Regions from separate parts of the Mus musculus genome. Here all the other regions are linked to region 3. A link is a contact called in public Hi-C and Micro-C data. All regions are on one chromosome and are shown on one strand. The core of a region is the stretch at or near the end of the contact, and the rest is flanking DNA. Distances in the headings are between cores, read along the strand shown. Region 1 has its middle 60 kb from the start of Tmem38b. Region 2 overlaps Gm34687 (a long non-coding RNA gene). Region 3 has its middle 46 kb from the start of Gm34231.

What was found. Hi-C and Micro-C count contacts between places; a contact is called where the count stands out from the background.
Region 1: a Micro-C map of muscle stem cells shows a contact between it and region 3, with 8 times the contacts expected there. The contact joins two enhancer-like sites. A contact is called at or near these places in 5 of 15 datasets of contacts at CTCF or cohesin (the NIH/3T3 cell line, embryonic stem cells, hippocampal excitatory neurons and 2 more), 128 of 484 Hi-C or Micro-C datasets (the AML12 cell line, the AtT-20 cell line, B cells and 78 more), 10 of 115 datasets of contacts at active chromatin or transcription factors (the NIH/3T3 cell line, PVALB interneurons, T-cell acute lymphoblastic leukemia and 7 more) and 3 of 9 other capture datasets (adipose tissue, embryonic stem cells and liver).
Region 2: a contact with region 3 is called in a Hi-C map of gonadal supporting cells, with 2.3 times the contacts expected there. The contact joins two enhancer-like sites. A contact is called at or near these places in 7 of 39 promoter capture datasets (the 3T3-L1 cell line, 3T3-L1-derived adipocytes, cranial neural crest and 4 more), 1 of 15 datasets of contacts at CTCF or cohesin (embryonic stem cells) and 7 of 484 Hi-C or Micro-C datasets (Sertoli cells, adipose-derived mesenchymal stem cells, brown adipocytes and 4 more).

What each region holds. Positions count from the first base shown.
Region 1 is chr4:53,885,133-53,887,832 of GRCm38.p6, forward strand. It overlaps the pseudogene Gm12468. Among named protein-coding and RNA genes, the nearest start is that of Tmem38b, 60 kb to the left of the region's middle. Within about 2 kb of position 1,414, at least 17 of the 459 cell types and tissues checked have an H3K27ac peak or open chromatin away from gene starts, as enhancers often do. A contact at or near this core is called in muscle stem cells, where this site is marked.
Region 2 is chr4:56,666,858-56,669,557 of GRCm38.p6, forward strand. The region is part of intron 5 of Gm34687 (a long non-coding RNA gene); the gene reads right to left. Among named protein-coding and RNA genes, the nearest start is that of Gm26144, 11 kb to the right of the region's middle. Within about 2 kb of position 1,429, at least 8 of the 459 cell types and tissues checked have an H3K27ac peak or open chromatin away from gene starts, as enhancers often do.
Region 3 is chr4:55,252,566-55,255,265 of GRCm38.p6, forward strand. It overlaps the pseudogene Gm12508. Among named protein-coding and RNA genes, the nearest start is that of Gm34231, 46 kb to the left of the region's middle. Within about 2 kb of position 1,261, at least 33 of the 459 cell types and tissues checked have an H3K27ac peak or open chromatin away from gene starts, as enhancers often do. A contact at or near this core is called in muscle stem cells, where this site is marked.

The DNA.
Region 1 (2,700 bases), core at 164-2,663, 1.4 Mb before region 3:
TTTCTCTGAAGCTGGGTAGGGACACTGGCACATCTCCCTCGTCTGGTTCTTCTGTCCTTGAGCCACCTCTGCTGAACTCTAGGTCTTTGTGGGAAAAAGTTTTAAGTCACGGGTCTAATAACTGTTTTCTTAACACCCTTTAAAAATAAGTGAAAATACTTACAACCTTTTCAAAATAATGACTTGTCAATAGATTGCATAAAATATAAATTATAAATATGTGGACACAAACATAAAATATAGCTTACATCTGTATTACATTATATGTAGAATATAGACTTTTAAAAAAAACCTTTATGGACTGTACAAACATAACATTTAAAACTCTGGAATGAAGAAAAGGTGATTAGTAAGTAAATTTGCTGAAAAGCTAATTCTTCCTATTCTAAGTTGCTGTGCACTTAAACCACTGAACTTTTCTTCCCAGTTTTGGGTAGAGGATGGAAGACTGAGGCCAAGCAGTCAGTCTCTTCCAGCCTTGAAAACAGCGATAAGTTTACTCAGTGTAAAAATACTCATGAAAATGAGGGTGTTCCCTAGAGATGTGAGGATCAAAAATGTTGAAAAATGTTGCTGGAATACAGAGGATGTGTTATGTTTAGATTAAGAGCAAGCCCAGTTGGAGAGGACCAGTGTCCCTTGCTGCCCGTGGTGGTGACGTTGAATAGAGGCAAGCTTTGAGGTGGGATCAAGTTTACCTGGGGAGTGTGAGAACTTTCATCGTTCAGAGTCCACAGTACCATGGAGATGCTGAGCAAACTGATCGGGATGTGGCGCCTTGTTTTTGTTTCTAATCTCTGCTCCTTCCTCACAGGCATCCCTCTAAGCAATGGGGTTCTTTTCTATCCAAAACTGATGGAAGAAGAATATCTCCTAAAAAATTTCAGCAAATCGGAGTGTAAGCGGGCACACTGTCAGTATGGTAACCCAGAATAGACTTCTTGCTGCAGGCAGGGGTCAGTGGGGTCAGAGGGCATCAAGGATGGTGCCTTCCACCTGCTCCCCATCCTTAAATCCTTCCCAGAGGCTGGCTGGTGAATAAGCACCCCTAATCTCACAGTCCCCCTCCACCTCACGCAAGAGGCAGATCAGCCTATCTCTTCATGAATCTCCTTACAGTAGACCTTTCTTCTGAAGTGTAAGCTTCAGTGACCACCAGGGTCATGAAGAGAATGGCCGAGAAAGGTCTGACCTAGTGAATGCTGTGGTAATTTAGGGAGAAGAGGATAACTTGAAAGGAATACCAGAGATGTGAATTCCAAGAGAACGTTCTTATGAAGTGCTAAGAGAATACTAGAATCAAGAGGCACCCAGGGAGGGCCAGGAAGAAGTTGACTGCTTCTGGAATGAAGGCGGGTCCTCTGCACAGCCGTAGCTGCCCCTGCAGGAGTGATGTGAATGGATATTGCTGACCGCTGTGCCTGGAAGCGCTGGCTTGAGAGTGGGTGTCAGGCAGTCTGGGTTTAAGTGCAGCCTGTGCTACGGCAGGGGCACTGACTCGATGCCTTGGGCTTTACGTTCGCTTCCTTCTGGCTCCAAGCCACCGTGGGACTGGGGATGCGTTTGAGGAGGGCATAGCAGGAAATCTTTGCCTGTTTGATTCTTTTGCCTGTGTGAGTCCTTCAAGGCATTCCTTCAATTCTCTGGGTTAAACGCTCCAATTTTAGTCAGAGGCATTTTTCTTCCTTTGGATCTGAAGACAGGAAGTAAAGGATTCGAGAAGACCCTTTCTTTCACTACCCTCTCACGTCGTCTCTGACGATTCCCAGACTGGTTCTTTCTTGGCAAAGCTTCAGTACTGGACAAATAAAGCTCGCTCCTAAAGTTAGAGCCTAGGAAAATCAATGCAAAGTTTATGGAGTAATTCTGCAGCCCAGGAGGCATGGCGATGTGCCGGACGCAGCAAAGCATGTTCGCCTCCCTCCGAAATAGGTCTTAAAAGTGAAAGGAACATTAAAATATCAATTCCTAATAAGAATCATGTGGATACTTTCTTCCATTAAATGGTCCAGTCTGTTAAGGGGAGGAAAGAGAGTAGGAAAATAAAAAGAGACATGGAAGTGAAAAACAATAGGAGCAGAAAAAAAAAAAACCTGGGTGGCAGAGACCAGGGTGTTGTTGATGTCCGCTGGCTAGACAGCCTACCTAAAGGACTACAGTATCCAGGATCAGCAAGAGACCCTGTCACAAGAGGATAAGGTGGAGAGTGCTAGAATAGGACCTCTGACACCCTCCTTTGGCCTATGCATGTAAAGGAGTTTGAACTTGCACACACTGATATCACACACATTTGCAAGTGTACATTCTTACATACATACATACATACATATATACATATCAAATGCCCCATGTATACACTATAGCTATACACTACAGCTTAGCAAGGCAGTGAGGTGCAAGAAATGTGAATCTTCCTGCAGTGAACTCTGAACTTACTAAACATAATTTAGCAATACAGTTGTAGGGGAGGTAAAGGTTATATGTAAAGAAATGATATTTCAGGGCTGGAGAGATGGCTCAGCGGTTAAGAGCACTGACTGTTCTTCTGAAGGTCCTGAGTTCAAATCCCAGCAACCACATGGTGGCTCACAACCATCCATAGTGAGATTTGATGCCCTCTTCTGAGATGTCTAAAGACAGCTACAGTGTACTTACAGGTAATAAATAAATAAATCTTTAAAAGAAAAAGAAATGATACTT
Region 2 (2,700 bases), core at 179-2,678, 1.4 Mb after region 3:
ATTTTTAAAGTTTTTTTTTAATGTAGTATATCCCAATAGAAAGAGTATCAAGCTAGAGAGACAGCTCAGCCAGTAGATGCGCTTGCCACTGAGCCAGATGACCTGAGTTCATTCTCAGGAACCTTTGTGGTAGAAGAGACCAAGCCGGGCGTGGTGGCGCACGCCTTTAATCCCTGCACTCGGGAGGCAGAGGCAGGCGGATTTCTGAGTTCAAGGCCAGCCTGGTCTACAAAGTGAGTTCCAGGACAGCCAGGGCTACACAGAGAAACTCTGTCTCAAACCCCCCCGCCAAAAGAAGAGGAAGGAGGAGGAAGAGGAGGAGGAGGAAGAGGAGGAGGAAGAGGAAGAGGAAGAGGAAGAGGAAGAGGAAGAGGAAGAGGAAGAGGAAGAGGAAGAGGAGGAGAGACCAATAGCCCCAAGTTGTACTGGAGAGATAGCTCAGCAGTTAAAAGCACTGACTGCTCTTGCAGCGGTCCTGTGTTCAATTCTCAGCAACCACAAGGTGGCTTACAACCATCTGTAACAGAATCTGATGCCCTCTTCTGGTGTGTCTGAAGACAGCAACAGTGTACTCATAAAAATTAAAATAAATAAATATTTTTTAAAAGCCACAAGTTATTCACATGTGAGCCATGGCTCACATAATGCATGCATGCATACATACATATATACATACATGTAATTAAAAAGAAAATAAAGACAGTGTCAGGGTATTTTCATGATCAAAGGGACCTTGGACACATATTTATAAACAATGTATGATTGGGGCAGACATTGATGAGTTTCAGATAAACAGTTCTAACTGAGCCATGCCTAAAACATGCATCCTTTAAAAGACCCGCCTCTAAAATGTAGTGTGTACCATCCATTTGTTGAATGACACATTTTGACAATATGCAAAGATACATGATCGAAATTTATATCACCAAATGAGCACAGCTTCCAAAATGATGAATTACAGATGAATCGTGACTTCTGGCAGATTACTTCAAAACTGAAGCACAATTGGGTGCTGTGGGTCTGTGGGTGCTCATCTTGACAGCTTTGTGGGGTTTCAGTGAAAATCCTCCTCCAGTACAGACTCTCCAAGGGTCTCACATCCTTTAAATGAATTGCAACCATTTAAATATGATAACCCCTGTCACATGTGGGCCTCTCTCAGAGAGTAGATGTTCCTTTCAACACTGGATAAACTCAAGCAAGCATCTGGACCATGGAAGACTATTTCTCAACCTTCATCTTTCCTTTCCTAAGATTATATCAATTTTGTCTTTTCATTTTTAATTTTTATGTGATGTTTTCTCTTTCTCTTTCTGGAATTAATTCACTACATACAAAAAGAAGACTAGCCGACTATGTGGTACACAGCTATAATCTCTGCTCTGAGTTTGAAGCCAGGCTGGGCTACATTGCAAGACCTTGACTAACAAAACCAAAACAAAAGAGGACTGAAATTTTTTCTGTACAAAGCCAGATACTACATATCGTCCCCATGGCCTCTGATACAGCTCACTGTAGCATGTCAACAAACACAAAAAGTACACTGTGAAAGTGAATTAACATGGTTGTGCCTCGACAAAACTTTATTTATAAATACAGATCCTGCACCAGGTTTGGTAGCTTACATTTCCTTATTAGAGGATCTCTGCCTCCAGCCCCAACATCACATGTGCTGAAAATGAGACTCAGCCAGAGGCTGTCATTTGACAGACAGGAATCTGAAACCAGGTGTCTGTATTCCAAGTCAGGAATCACCCCTCCTCTGCAAACTGTTGAATCTACCAAGAAACCTGCAGCCACAAAAGAGAGCATCCATAGAGAGAGAATAGGAACGATTTGTTAGGTTTCGGGCATAATGACTCTCTTTGGCACTGAGTCACTAGGTTCCATGATTAAGGTGGCCTGAAGGTTTTCCTCCATTCCCAAGGGATGTATCATCAAAGCAAATAGAAAGATTTGAGCAAGTGGGAATCTGCAGAACTGGAAATTTATCAAAGTTCCCTGTTCCCCTCACATGTGTGGCAAATATGGTTCATCACAAAGAAATGTCTACTTTGAGACAGTCTCACATGCAACCCAGGCTATCCTTGAACTCTTGTTTTGGCCTATGGATGCTAGGATTATAGCATAGACCACCATGCCCAGCCACAAAGTACATCCCTGTGGTTGTTTGATTGGTTGCCATGTAACTGTGAAATTGAACTGGGTTTTGTTTTGTTTTCATTTTTGACATAGGGCAGCCCTGGCTGCCCTGGAACTCTCTATGCAAACTAAATTGTCCTTGAACTCACAAAGCTCTGCATGCCTCTGCCTCCCTAGTGCTGGGATAAAAGGCACATAGCATCATGCCTAGCTGTGATGGTTTGTATATGCTTGGCCCAGGGAGTGGCACTATTAGGTGTGGCCCTGTTGGAGTAGGTGTGGCCTTGTTGGAGTAGATGTGTCACTGTGGGTGTGGGCTTTAAGACCCTTATCCTAGCTGCCTGGAAGCCAGTCTTCTTCTAGTGGCCTTCAGATGAAGAGGTAGAACTCTCAGCTCCTCCTGCATCACACCTGCCTAGTCACTGCCATGCTCCCACCATGATGATAATGGACTGAACCTCTGAACCTGTACACCATCCCCAATTAAATGTTTTCCTTATAAGAGTTGCCTTGGGAGAAAGTAGGAAAACCCACGAAGATATGGGTACAGGGGAAAAA
Region 3 (2,700 bases), core at 11-2,510:
TGTAGCGTGAAGAGCGCTTAAAGGGGACCATAGCTGGGTGGGTTCCCTGGGCAACCTCATGTGAGTACGTCACTCTCTATGCTTGAAGCAGCAAAAATAGAATTGGGAAGCTAAACTGAGGCCTATTACCATAGCTACCTACTATCCCCTGTCCCTATTCTCCATGAGGGTCTCATGTTATCGTTGTTTGACATGTTGTTTTCTGTTATCGTTCTGAACAGTAGCTCTCAAAGCAAAGGCTGTTTGTTCTTGAACCACACTATGTAGCTGAAGGCAGCTTTGAACTCCTGATTCTCCTGCTTCTGCCTCCCCAGTGCTGGGATTACAGTTACGTGCCACCATGCTGGGTGTCTATAGTGCTGCAACACAGATAAGGATTACCCACTGTGGTGATACCGAAGTCCCTGAGGTATGACAAACCCCCAAAGCCCTTTCTTTCTGCCATTACATTGGGACCTGACAATGGTGTTCCATGATAAGTCTATTTCACAGAACAGGAGGTTCAGTGCCAGGGAAATTCAGGCTTTACTTAGAAGGAAGCTGGTTAGTTCGGTGGTGTCTAGGTCGCAGCAATGGATCTTCAAATTCCGGTCATTCCCGTGTTTCTGGGAACTAACAGGCTGGGCTCTTATCAAAAACCCCTCAGCCCAAGTGACAGGCATGTCATTTAACCCACCAGTGACATTTTTCTCTGTAAATAAAAAATAACAATCATCTTCTGGGTGATGTCACCATGGAATAGCCAATAAAAATGATTAAAAAGCAATCGGCAGCCGGGCGCACGCCTTTAATCCCAGCACTCGGGAGGCAGAGGCAGGTGGATTTCTGAGTTTGAGGCCAGCCTGGTCTACACAGTGAGTTCCAGGACAGCCAGGGCTACACAGAGAAACCCTGTCTTGAAAAAACAAAACAAACAAACAAACAAAAGCAATCGGCAACAATGAAATCAAACACATAATAAGAGGGTAAATAGCTATGTTCTCGTTGTCCACGAGAACTTAGATATAATTAAAAAAAAAAAGACCAATTCCTGGGTGTCTGAATGAATTTGTGGGAGTCATTAGTGAGATGGAAAGAAAACTATATTTTCTTGATGGTTTTATTAATAAGGAAAAAATGTAAAAGTATATTGTGTGTCAAAAAAATGAGATTTTTCTAGTACCATATGGCAAATTAATCACTAAGGCTCTCTCATGGCTCAGACACACTTAATATGTTCTCTGTGGTGTGTGTACAGAAAACCTGTACAATTCCATTACAGTGACTATTAAATGATTCATCAGGGCCACTTCCCCAGTAGACGAAGAATCTGCTGCTTATTCATGCTTCCCTCTTGGTAAGCTTTATTATCTCAACTGTGTTTGCCAGTGACTAATTAGAGGTGATGGTACCAGCTAATTGCTGGAAATTTTCAGAACGGCGCAAAGTATTTATTTCGAGGTGGGGGAGGGCAGGTGGGGCGTTACAGTTCCATCTCTGGCAGCAGAAGAGAAGAGAGTATGTTAACAACGACGATGCACGGTTGTGGGCTCTGAAGAGGCTGGGAGCACTTAAACAAGCAGGATGATTGGCTGATAGTCTGCATCTGGAACTGAGATATGAAGATTGCTTTCGATACCCAGGGCGATGCAGGCCACAGCTGGGGTCAAGCTTTGTGGCTTTAAATTCCAGAAGTTTGCGTTTGCCCTTGAGAACCCTTTCTTGGGCTGACGAGATGGTTCTGTTGGTTAAGTGTTTGCTGTGTAATCGTGAGGACTTACAAACAAACAAACAAACAAACAACCTGAACACAATGCCATGCACTGCTAATCCCACCTCTGGGAGAATGGAGACAGATCTCAGAGACTTGCTGGCTAATTAATGTGTTCCAGGTCAATGAACCCTGAACAATGAGACCCTGTCTCACAAAACCAAGGTAGTTTATGTCTTGAGGTACGATACCTGGGGTTGGTTGCTGGCCTACAAATACACACACACCTGAGTCACACACACACATGCACACACGAGCACAAAAAGAACCTTTTCTCTCATAACCCTTGACCTGAGAAAGTCTTGGTGATGACAAATAAAACCAGTCTCACTGGGGATGTCAGAGGCAGGCGTGGCAAGAGCAGGTATGTTCTAGGTGATAAGAAAAAGTGCGTTCGGGAGCCGCGGGTTACCGTGCAGACGCGGCCAAGTCCAAGAACCACACCACACACAACCAGTCCTGCAAATGGCACAGAAATGGCATCAAGAAACCCCGGTCGCAAAGATACAAATCTCTTAAGGGAGTTGACCCCAAGTTCCTGAGGAATATGCGCTTTGCCAAGAAGCACAACAAGAAAGGCCTGAAGAAGATGCAGGCCAACAATGCAAAGGCAGTGAGTGCGCGCACTGAGGCCATCAAGGCCCTGGTGAAGCCTCAGGCCATCAAGCCCAAGATGCCAAAGGGCCCCAAACTCAAGCGGCTGGCTTTCATCGCTCACCCTAAGCTTGGGAAGCGGATTCGAAGCTACATGGCCAAGGGTCAGAGGCTCTGCCAACCGAAGCCTAAGGTCCAAACCAAGGCAGGGTCCAAAGCTCCAGCTAAGGCCCAGGCTTCAGCTCCAGCCCAGGCTCCCAAAGGTGCCCAGGCCCCCAAAGGTGCCCAGGCCCCTGTGAAGGCCCCATAGAAAAGGCTCCTGCCAGTGTGAAGACAGACAGACTGCTGTGACACAC